2 separate regions of the Pan troglodytes genome follow, and region 1 is linked to region 2. Evidence: chromatin contacts called from public HiChIP or PLAC-seq data. All regions are on one chromosome and are shown on one strand. Each heading gives the region's core, a stretch centred on a gene start, on an enhancer-like site or on the middle of the called end of the contact. The rest is flanking DNA. Distances are from core to core; before and after follow the strand shown. Region 1 holds the start of LOC747332. Region 2 holds the start of FANCG (FA complementation group G).

What was found. HiChIP or PLAC-seq counts read pairs in DNA pulled down with a chosen protein or histone mark.
Region 1: an H3K4me3 HiChIP or PLAC-seq map of stem cell-derived excitatory neurons shows a contact between it and region 2, with 5 times the contacts expected there. The contact joins the promoter of LOC747332 here to the promoter of FANCG in region 2. A contact is called at or near these places in 1 of 7 Hi-C or Micro-C datasets (stem cell-derived neural progenitor cells) and 1 of 1 datasets of contacts at active chromatin or transcription factors (stem cell-derived excitatory neurons).

The regions. Positions count from the first base shown.
Region 1 is chr11:81,327,678-81,333,834 of NHGRI_mPanTro3-v2.0_pri, reverse strand. LOC747332 reads right to left here and starts at 1,720. Exons shown (of 4, transcript XM_024345621.3): 1 at 1,611-1,720; 2 at 1,246-1,313; 3 at 942-1,001; 4 at 656-818. The coding sequence starts at 1,292. The coding sequence ends at 662.
Region 2 is chr11:80,903,015-80,908,857 of NHGRI_mPanTro3-v2.0_pri, reverse strand. FANCG (FA complementation group G) reads right to left here and starts at 2,384. Exons shown (of 15, transcript XM_009456544.5): 1 at 2,069-2,384; 2 at 1,779-1,873; 3 at 1,489-1,579; 4 at 939-1,070; 5 at 475-677. The coding sequence starts at 1,862. It overlaps LOC101057501, which reads left to right. Exons shown (of 4, transcript NM_001280468.1): 3 at 117-249; 4 at 949-1,284.

The DNA of each region.
Region 1 (6,157 bases), core at 471-2,970, 430 kb before region 2:
CCTTTCTGGTGCTGGGTCCAGTCCCTAACTGAAGGCAGGCCCACATAGCAGTCCCTGATTCTCACCACTTGAGGAGTTAGTGGGTCCCAGGCTGATTGGGTGACAGAAGGGGGCGGCAGAGAGCAGTGGCCCTTGGACTCTCCTAGGGAGGGAGCAAGAACTTCTAAGTAGGCTGATGCCAAGGATCTCTAAACTTGGGATCAGACTGGAGGAGCCAAAAGTTGGGGTATGAACTGTAGGAAAGGTCGCCCACCCAAGTCGCTCCTCTGTGGCAGGCAGCTTCTAGGAATCTCCCCCTCTTATCATTTACAGCCTGCATCCTACACCTCTGCTTAAAATGTTTTAGATATACTCCCAGCAGAGAAGATTCTTCAGACAGCTGGCAAAGTCCTCGCTCCGAGGAAGGGAGTAACAGGCAGGATTATTTAGTTCTCTTCATATAGGCGACTCACAGTATGGGTTTTTGGGGGTTGGGATTGGGGGAGACAGCCATTGATAGTAACAGGAGGCCTGACACTGATGAGGGGCTTTGACGTGGAAGGGCACCCTTCCAGGGAGGGACGCCCTGTCAGTACGGAACAGAGCCCATGTGGGGAGGGGCGCCCGGCTCGAATGGCGACAGCGGCGGCAGAGTCAGGAGGTCAGTACGGTGGGCTTCGGTTTAAATCTTTAATGCACTGGCTGGCTGGGCAGCGGCGGTGGGGCTGCGGCGGGGGAAGCCACGACCCGAGCGCTGGGGAGTAGGACCCAGGCCGCTGGACAGACAGCTCATCAGGCCTCGCAGAGGCTCCAGCTTCTGCTCCCCGGGGTGCGCCGAGCTGTGGGGCGACCCGACACTGGCATGAGGCGGGGCGGGAGCTACCGGATTCCCCCCGATGGGTCCTCAGAGACTGAGTCCCGTCCATGCCCGGGGCGGGTCCGCGGTATCGCAGCCCCCTCACCTCCGCTCCCTCCGCCACATGCGAAGCCAGGGGAAAAAGTAGAAACAGCCCCAGTAGATCCTGCAGAGAGAGGGCAGAGCCGGGCGGGGCGGGGCGGGGCGGGGCGGGGAGGAGCTGACCCTACAGACTCCGCCCCGCGGTGCCTCGCCCTCGAGGAAGGCTCCGCCCCGCCTCTAAAAGCGGCTCCCTTCGCGCCCACGCCCCTGGGAGGCTCGCCCTGCCCACCCCTCGCCCCCGCAGAACTCCACCCTCCCCCACCCCGGAGCCGCCTGGTTCCTCCTCCGCAGAACCCGCCTCCACTCACTCCTCCTCCGCCTCCAGCGCCACCTCGTATCTCCTCATTCCCGACATGTCCTGGGCTCCGAACGTCTCCTGGGGAGCGGCATGATTGAATCAGGGATTCCCTAGCCCCAGGTCCCCTTCTCCGTCATTCTCAGGACGAGGCTGCCCAGTTCTCAGGTAATCTGAGGCTGATGCCCCCGGGAAGCCTCAGTTGCCACCACGGGACAGGGTGGGCTTGGAGATTTGGGAGGCACTGGAAGTTAAGGGGTGAGGAGGCCGGTCATCTCCGGGGCCTGGGGCATTTAGGGGGCCAGGACGAGAGGTTTGGCGGTCATGGGGCTGGGAGATTTGGGGCCCTGGGTGAGGATTTTCAGGGGCTGGGGTCACCTGGAGGGGGGGCTGAGAGGGGTCAGCGCAGCCTAAACTCCCGCCCTCCCTGGCTCCACCCCGGAAACGGACCGTTACTATTACGTCACAGGGATGCCGTTGCGCACTAGGTTTGCCTGTCCCCCGGAAGGGGTGGGGTGTTCATGTCTCCCAGAGGAGGCGGAGTCGAAACGTCATCTTACGGGGTGAGGCCAGGGGCGGAGTCGGTTGATTAAGATGCGGGCAAAGGACCCTCTTTTATAGGTGTTAAGTCAGGTTTTGGAGCTACACCTTGGGGGGCCGAGGCTTCCGCAGCAGGCAGCAAGAAAAGAGAGTTGGGACTAAGTCCAGTACTGTTTTCTTAATCCCCACGTCTCCTCTACCCCTCCCTGGGCTTCTGCCCTGCCAAGTGCCTCTCTTGCCTGCCTTCCTCCCCTTGTATGACCCTGGGCCGAGGAGGAATAGGTCCTCAGATAGAGTCCAGTCTAGAAAAGGCCAGGCTACGGAAATACCTGGTTGAGTGGCCTCGGCTAAGTCACTGAATGGCCGGAGGGTCATTGCCCTTCCTCTCTGGTCTGAGACCTATCTTCCTGTGATTTTTTTTTTTTTTTTTTTTTTTGCTACATTCATTCAATCAACAAATATTTGCTGAATGACCACCTGTGTGTCAGGCTCTGTGCTGGGCATGGGGATGTAGTAGTAAAGAAGACAGGTGGCCGGGCACGGTGGCTCACGCCTTTAATCCCAGCACTTTGGGAGGCCGAGGTGGGTGGATCACGAGTTCAGGAGTTCAAGACCAGCCTGGCCAAGATGGTGAAACCCCGTCTCTACTAAAAATACAAAAGTTAGCCGGGCGTGGTGGCAGGCGCCTGTAATCCCAGCTACTCGGGAGGCTGAGGCAGAGAATTGCTTGAAACTGGGAGGCGGAGGTTGCTGTGAGCTGAGATCGCACCACTGCACTCCAGCCTGGGCGACAGAGTGAGACTCCGTCTCAAACAAAACAAAACAAAACAACCAACAAACAAGACAGGCACCTTGTCTGCCCTCTGAGAGGTAGGGGTAGAGCTGGGAGGATCAAAAGAGAATAGTGAGATTCTTACTATAAATGGAGCAGGCTGGCTGGAAGAAGTAGAAGGTGTCAAGAAAGGGCAATCAACCCAGTGTAGGAGGTTGGAAATAGCTGCCCCAGACCTCTGACATCCCAGTCAAGGCCCAGTACTGAGCTGTAGTCGGTTTGAGTAAGGGGAAAGACAGTCTTGGGGCTGGGCTGACTGTATAGGAGGGAGTGACCAGAAATAAGTGGGGTGAAAGTTTCCTCTGGTTGAAATGTGAGGAATGGATACCCCTCTTCTCTCCCCCATCCCACCCTCTTTCTCCCTCTCATTCTTGTCTTCCCTTGTCTGAGCCACATACAGATAGCAGACAGAGAGATCCATGGGTGCTAGGTGGTTTTATTGGAAGCACTGCAGTCTGGGAGTTCGGAAGCTATGCTTTCACCACGTTCACCCTTTCACTCACATTCACACTCATGTTGACACTCCAGGCCTGGCTGGGTCAGGTCTGGTGCCGAGGAACTAGAGGCCTGGTCTTCCCTTCTGGTCCTTGGTTCCCCAGGCCAGGGCTGTCTCTGGCACTCTCATGGGCTAACTGCTGTGGCTCTTGCTCTGGGAAAGGAAGGAGAGGAAGGGCCATGGGCTCTAATCTTAGACGGGGCTCAGAGGGGGCAGACAGGACTGGGGAGGGCCAGGCTTTCCTTGACAGAGGTCTTCCACAGTCTCCAGTTTGTGCAATCCATCCAGGGCTGGTCTAGAGGCTGCCTTTCAGTGTGGTGAATCTGGAGTCAGAGAGAATGGAGCCGCAGAACTCATCTTCCTGAAAGGCCCTGGTGTGAGGGGCAGATGCTGGGACCAGATTTGGGAACCTGTTTTAGGGGCTTCCTTGTGGGAGGGATTGGGCAAGGAGAAGTGAAGGAAGTAACATGGTGAATGGAGACCTGGATGATGGAGGAAGTGATTGGGAGGGGAGGAGACTGGACATTCTCCACCCCGACTCATAGGACAAAGTGCCCTGCAGCCATCCCTGAAGAGGAGGTAGCAGAAGGCACCAAAAATGTTCCCAGGAATTGGGTGTTGATTTGCTAAGAGGCAGAGTCCCCAGAGTTGTTGGTATCACCCAGAGCTAGGGAGTGAGTATTAGCTTTAGGGCTTAAGATGGGAAGGCCATAGCCCTGACTGGAACTTGGGATATCTGTGTCCAGAGCTTTAGTGTTGCTCTCTACTCCACCCACATGCACTGTTCTCTTCTTCCTCTGGAAGTCCAGGCTATAGAGACAGAGCCTATAAAGAGAAGAGCAGCCAGAGGCTCCAGGACCCATCCAGGCACTGATACATACAGGAACAGCTGGGGTACAGGCACATCTACATCACACAGGTGCACACAAAGGGCATAGGCATACCCACACCACACAGGCACACACATAGACTGCAAAGGAATACACACAATGCACAGGTATACCCATGTAACACAGGACGTAAAGTCATCACAAGGGCACACCCATTTGGCATATGTACAGTCTCAGGTGCATATCAGTCTCAGGACCTGGATGTTGATATTGTGAAAGGAGAATAAATCTCAGAACCCCCAAATCATTAAACCAAGGGGAAAGTCAAGCTGGGAATTGTGTCAGGCAAACCTGCCTCTTGTTTTATTCCTAAAAGAGATAGCTACAAAGAAAAAGCTACATACCTCCCTCACAATTTGTCCACAGGGAAATTCCTTATGGGCCTCAAGATCTTTACCTTAAAACAGTTGTGTTGAATTTCACCCTGGCAATGTAAACTGATAGCTTATCTTCACAGGTGCAGGACAATAGACAGAACTCAAAGTCATCCCTCTGCTCACCTGAGACAAATGTGTATCTGATTGCTTCTTCTGCCCTATTGTTTATGCAAAAATGCAGATCCACTGAGCCAGACTAAGGCATCAGTGTGACTATTCCTTTACTCCCCACTCCATGTAAATTGTGTATTCAGTGAAAGGCTGATCAAAGACCCCAAAAAATGCAGCCTTTTGTCTCTTATCTACCTATGACCTGGAAGCCCCCACTTCGAGTTGTCCCGCCTTTTCAGACTGAACCAGTGTACACCTTACACGTATTGATTGATGTCTCATGTCTCCCCAAAATGTATAAAACCAAGCTGTGCACCGACCACCTTTAGCACGTGTTGTCAGAACCTCCTGAGGCTGTATCATGTCATGAGTGTGTGCTCAACCTTGGCAAAATAAACTTTCTAAATTGATTGAGACCCATCTCAGATACTTTTGGATTCACAACATGAACTCAGCTTCCTTTACAGACTCCCTGAGACCTGCACATTGATCCCTGCCATGCCCCTCACCGTACCGTTTAACCCCTGCCCCATTTTACTCACTCATGGCAAGAAAACCAATATGCTGAGAAGAGGAGTGGTGCCACACACACAAGAGGCCATGGAGGATGAGCTGAGATGGACAAATGAGGAGAGTCCCTGGGAGCAGCAGGTGTGCATGGGTGTGCAGGAGTCCTTCTGCTTGTGTGGAGTCTGTGAGACTGTGTGTGAGGTTGGATGGGGAGAGCAAGCAGGAGAGGGATCATGATCATGAGGGCAAGGGAGTCCTTGGAAGACTGAGGGTCCATGAGTGTGTGTGGATCTGTAGGAGGCTGTGGCTGTCTCCTATTTATGGCCCCCTAAAACTTTCATTTTCTATGTTCAGAAACTTCCTTCCCTAATGGTGTGTAATAAAGAATTTGACTGCCTTTTGTCCCTGGCTCCTGAGAGGGAGACTAAACCTTTGGAATTTCCCAAGTAATAGGAGTGTCTTTATTACTCATGAGCCCCTTGGAACACACCTGGGTTTATGCTAAGAGATGAGATGACTCAGGTTAGAGGTTGGTCACAGTAAAGACCAACCATGTGATTAGAGAGTTGAGACTTTGGGCCAGGCTGACCTCTGGGGAGGAAGGGGGCGCTGGAGATTGAATTCAGGTATGTGGCCAATAATTCAATTATGCTGATGTAAGGAAATCTCAAAAAAAACTCTGGACACCAAAGCTCATAAAACTTTCTGGTTGATGAACACATTGATGTCCCAGGAGGCTGATGCACCTTATGTCTCCACAAGGAGAAACCACTGAGAGAAGCTCTGCATTTGAGACCCTCCTAGACTTCATCCTGTGTGTCTTTTCATTTGGCTGTTTCTGATTTATACCCTTAATAAACTAATTAAACACAGCACTTTCCTGAGTTCTGTGAGTCACTCTAGCAAATTATCAAAACTGACGGGTTTTGGGAACTTCTCAGACTTGTAGCCAGTTGGCCAGAAATGTGGATGGCTTGGAGACCCTACTTGTGGCTGGTATCTAAACTGGGGACAGTCTTGTTGGGGACCTTTCCCTTAAACCTGTGGAATCTGGTGCTAACTCTACGTGGCTAGTGTCAGAAGTGAATTGCAGTCCATGAGTTGGTAGCAGAATACTTTCCCACTGGATAGCTCCCCATCGCCTCTCTCTCCCTTTTTGTGGAGGAAAC
Region 2 (5,843 bases), core at 1,135-3,634:
GACCATATTTGAGTTACTAATAAGGAGACTAAGGCTGAGAGGTGACTTGAGCAAGATCACAAGAGCCCTATCCCTATCCAAAAAAAAAATTTTTTTTTTTTTTTTTTTTGAGACAGGGTCTCCGTCTGTCACCCAGGCTGCAAGGCTGGAGTGCAGTGGCGTGATCATAGCTCACAACTCACTGTTGCCTCCATCTCTTGGGTTCAAGTGATCCTCCTACCTCAGCCTCCCAAAGTGCTGAGATTACAGGTATGAGCCACCATGCCTGTCCAATTTTTAAAAAACACTCCTAAGAGAATCCCCACAATGAGAGACCAACCAGGGCAAGGTCACCCAAGAGTCCCAGAGAGAATCCAGGTTTCCCGACCACCAACCCAGCCGCCTGTCCAGTACATGATGATGCTACTGCAGCTGGAGAGAAAGGAGGAGGAAGGAAGGAGGAGACCCTCAGCTTCAGGTCACTTTCCCTATTACCTGGCTGCCATTCAGGGTCTCTAGTAACAAGGCCAGGTCCCCAAGACGGTCAGCACTCAACCAGAGGGCAGCCTGCAGGCCAACCAGGCGGTGCAGGGCAGACAGCAGCTCCGGCAGAAGGCAGGAAGCACGAAGAACAGAGTCCCACAGCTCCCTGAGCCCCTGTTCCAACCTGGGCCCCCGCTGCTCCTGTGTCTCCAGCACTGTAGAGTATACACACACACATAGACACACACACAGCTGAGGTAGCACCTCATCCTCCATCTCCCCACACACTCTGGCTTTCCTCTCCTGCAGGACCCCAAAGGTCACAATAATAATACCTCAACCTGGTCTGAGGAGCACAGAGAAGGGCACCTCTCTCCATGGAGGTGACAGATGTTGTTTATCCTCCCATCTCCCTGCAATAACTTAAACCCAGACTGAAGCTGGCAGGGGAATCAGGGACAATCTCTGGCCCTCACCTCTCTCTAGGCTCCGCTGGATATCCTGGGCCTGATCCTCTGTGAAACCCTGGGCCAAGCTTGCCCTCAGGATAATGAAGTTGCAGGTGACAGTCAGCTCCAAGGGAAGAACAGGAACAGCTGCAGGGAGCCCTGGAGCAACAATGTTGGTCTTACAGACTGCTCCCCCATGGAAGATCCTCCAAATAAAATCCCAACTCAGAGATCACCCCACTCCAACCAAAACAGCTACAATAAAGAACCCACCCTCCAGCCGATTAGCTAAGGATTAAAAAAAAGAACCCAACCTTTGGACAGAGAGTCTGGAAAGGGCAATAAAGTTATCCAGATCAGACCATCTTGGAAACCATTTTTCAAATGCCACTCTGTGAGTGTGTAAGGAAGAGAGCGATTTATTTGCCTGTACAAAGATGATTCCACTCTAGTCTCCTCTGTGCCTTAAACGGGACTCCCTGCCCCGAGTAATTATATCGATCCCAGAAACGCAGGAGCGGATGTGTCTCTGGCTATGGAAGAGGGGAACTGACCATCCTGGGGAGGACCCGCCTACCTTGCAGACTATGGAGGAGCCCTCTGAGCCCTTCCAGTGCATCCTGAGCCAACTGCTGTCGCCTCAGAGTCAGACCGGAGTTCTGAGCCACCTGCCACATGAGGGAGGGGTTGTCACTGAGGATCAATCCTTTTTTCTCCCCTTGCAGCAGTGGCAAGGGATGCATTCTCCAGTCATTTCTGGCTCTTTGGTCAAGCTCAGCCCCTCCCCATCGGTTGGGGTAAATCCACTGCAAACCCGCTTTCAGGGATCTTGGAGCTGCAAACCGAGGGTGCCAGCAACCGTGTTACCTTAGCCTGTCGAACGAGCCGGTCATTCTTTTCCCTCCACAGGTCCAGGCAGCTGGAGCCCACAGAGGTGGTCTGGCGGGACATGGTGGCCGAGGCTGGGCCCGGAGACCAGAAGCGGACTTAGGAAGGGTGAAGCTGGCCCGCCCAAGCTCCCAACCCCAGCGGGGAGGGGCCTGGGCACTTCTGCACCCCGCCGAGCTCCCCTGCTTCCCTCGGGGTCCCAATCCACCAGCCCAGGCTTTCCAGGACAGATGGGACGCTCTCTCCCCGCGGCCCGCCGGGCTCTCAACCTCGCCTCTGGTTGGCCGGGCCTGCGAAGCTCTGGGCTGCGGTTGGTCCTCTTGAAGAGTTAGTTCCCGCGGGAAACTCGGGGAGGAAACGAGTCAGCAACCCCAAACAGGCTTAGGCGGGCTAGAAGCCGGGGTCGTGTCTGACTGGGGCAGTCGCACGGCCGGCGGTACGGCCCGCTCGGCTCTCGCGGAGGCCACAGCCTCGAGAAAGGGTGGGCGGGAGCGAGTTTCGGCCCCACAGCCCGTGGCTCGGCCCTTCCTCGCTGCCACACCCCCAGGTCCGCCTGGGTTCCCGCTTCCACCGAGGGCCGACTGCGAGGTGCATGCTGGGAGTCGTAGTACCGCTCTGGTGCGGAACAGCTCCGCCCCGGCGGACGGTGTTTCCAGAAAGCGGTGACTGGAGACGAGGGCGCTCCGTAATCGTCCATCCTTTCTCTGCTCACTGTCGAGCACCAACACGCTCACCAAGGTCGGCTTTCTACCGCGTGTAGTCTGCTGGCAGTGCCGCTCTGTACTTGCACTGCTCAAAAGTACCTGCCCAATCATTTCAAATTAAATGGAGCTAGGAGAATTGAATATCCATATGCAAAAAAAAAAAAGACAGGAAAGAAAAGAACGCGACCATACATACGTACATAAAATCAACTCAATGGATCACAAACTAAATATAAGAGCCAAAAATATAAAACTTCTAAAAGAAAACGTAAAGCAGCCTAACTAACATGGTGAAACCTTCTCTACAAAAACACAAAAATTAGCAGGGCGTGGTGTCGTGCGCCTGTAATCCCAGCCACCCCGGAGGCTGAGGCGGAAGAATCGCTTGAACCCGGGTGGCGGAGGTTGCAGTGAGCCCACATCGTGCCATTGCACTCCAGCCTAGGTGACAGAGTGAGACTCCGTCTCAAAAAAAAAAAAAAAAGAAAAACGTAAGAGAACAGCTTTATGACCTTGGGTTTGGCAACAAGTTCTTAGACACAGCACTAAAAGCTTGAACAATTAAAAAAAAAAGTTAACTTTATTAAAATTAAAAACTCTTGTACTACAAAGACATCATTAAGAAGTCATAGGCTGGGGCCGGGCGCGGTGGCTCACGCCTGCAATCCCAGCACTTTGGAAGGCCGAGGCGGGCGGATCACGAGGTCAGGAGATCGAGACCATCATGGCTAACACGGTGAAACCCCGTCTCTACTAAAAATACAAAAAATTAGCCGGGCGATGTGGCAGGCGCCTGTAGTCCCAGCTACTCGGGAGGCTGAGGCAGGAGAAAGGCGTGAACCCCGCGGGGCGGAGCCTGCAGTGAGCCGAGATCGCCCCACTGCACTCCAGCCTGCGCAACAGCGAGACTCCAGCTCAAAAAAAAAAAAAAAAAAGAAAGAAAAGAAAAAAAAAAAAAAAAGAAAAGACATAGGCTGGATGTGGCTCATGCTGTAATCCCAGCACTTTGGGAGGCTGAGGCTGGAGGATTCCCTGAAGCCAGGAGTTCAAGACCAGCCTAGGCAACAAAGATGGTGTCTTTTGTAGAGGCATTATCTCTACAAAAAATTTAAAACATTAACCCTGGCACAATAACACACCTGTAGACCCAGCTACTTGGGAGGCTGAAGTGGGAGGAGCCCTTGAGCCTAGGAGTTCCAGGTTGCAGTGAGCCATGATCACACCACTGCACTCCAGCCTGAGTAACAGAGTGAGACCCTGCCTCAAAAAAAGAAAGGTCACAGTCACAGAGTGGGAGAAACTACTTGCTAATTATATACCTCATAAGGGACTGGTATCCCTAACACATAAAAACTCCCAAAACTCAAGAAAAAGATTTTTAAAAACAATTTTAGCTGGGTGTGGTGGTTCACGCCTGTTATCCCAGCACTTTGGGAGGCTGAGGTGGGAGGATCATTTGAGCCTCAGAAGTTTAAGACCTGCCTGGGCAACATAGCAAAACCCCACCTCTACAAAAAAAAATACAAAAATTAGCTGGGCATGGTGGCACACACCTGTAGTCCCATCTACTCGGGAAACTGAGGTGGGAGGATCACCTGAGCTCAGGGATGTCGAAGCTGCAGTGAGCCATGATTGTGCCACTGCACTCCAGCGTGGGCAACAAAGTGAGACCCTGTCTCAAAACAAAACAAAAAACAATTTTAAGATGGACCAAAAAAAAAAAAAAGACGTTTTACCAAAAAAGATCTACTAATGGCTAAGAAACACATAAAAAGATGCTCAGCATTATTAGCTATTAGAGAAACACAGTTAAAAACATGGCCAGGGCTGGGCCATGTTATGCCTGTAATCCCAGCACTTTGGGAGGCCGAGGTGGATGGATCACTTGAGGTCAGGAGTTCGAGACCAGCATGGCCAACTTGGTGAAACCTCGTCTCTACTAAAAATACAAAAATTAGGCAGGTGTGGTGGTGCATGCCTGTAATCCCAGCTACTTGGGAAGCTGAGGTGGGAGAATGGCTTGAACCCGGAAGGTGGAGGTTGCAGTGAGCCGAGATCCTGCCACTGAACTCTAGCCTGGGCGACACAGTGAGACTTCGTCTCAAAAAATAAACAAAAAAACGCTACACACAGCCGGGCGTGGTGGCTCACACCTTTAATCCCAGCACTTTGGGAGGCTGAGGCAGGTGGATCACTTGAGGCCAGGAGTTTGAGACCAGCCAAGCCAACAGGGCAAAACCCTGTCTCTACTGAAAATACAAAAATTAGCTGGGCATGGTGGCAGACACCTGTAATCCCAGCTACTCAGGAGGCTGAGGCATGAGAATCACTTGAACCTGGGAAACGGAGGTTGCAGTGAGCTGAGACCATGCCACTGCACTCCAGCCTGGGTGACAGAGTGAGACTCTGTCTCAAAAATAAATAAATAAAAATAAAAATAAAAAGACTATACACATACATACATAAAATGACTACAATAAAAACAGATTATACCAAGTGTTGGTGAGGATGTGTATGAGGAACCCTCATACACTGCTGGTGGGAATATAAAATAGTACACTCACTTCAGAAAAGTTTGGCAATTTCTTAAAAAGTTAATCATAGGCCGGGCGCAGTGGCTTATTCCTGTAATCCCAGCACTTTGGGAGGCCAAGGCAGGTGAATCACGATGTCAGGAGATCGAGACCATCCTGGCTAACACAGTGAAACCCCGTCTCTACTAAAAATACAAAAAATTAGCCAGGCGTGGTGGGCACCTGTAGTCCCAGCTACTCAGGAGGCTGAGGCAGGAGAATGGCGTGAACCCAGGAAGTGGAGCTTGCAGTGAGCCAAGACCCCCCCACTGCACTCCAGCCTGGGTGACAGAGCAAGACTCCATCTCAAAAAAAAAAAAGAAAAAAAAGTCAATCACAAATTTACCATAAGACTCAGCAATTCCACTCCAAAGAATACTCCCAAGAGAAATGAAAACATACGTCCACACTGAGATTTGTTGCAAATACTCATAGTAGCTAAAAATGTTCATAATAGCTAAAAACTGAAAACAATCAAAATGTCCATCAATTGGTCAAAGCCAATGATTTAGCAATGAAAAGGGGCAAAAGAGTGCACCAACAAACTTTTTTTTTTTTGAGACGGAGTCTCGCTCTGTTGCCCGGGCTGGAGTGCAGTGGCGCAATCTCGGCTCACTGCAACCTCTGCCTCCTGGGTTCAAGCAATTCTCCTACCTCAGCCTCCCAAGTAACTGGGATTACAGGCGCACACCACCACGCCCAGCTAACTTTTTTGTATTTTAGTAGAGACGGGGTTTCACCATGTTGCCCAGGCTGGTCTCGAACTC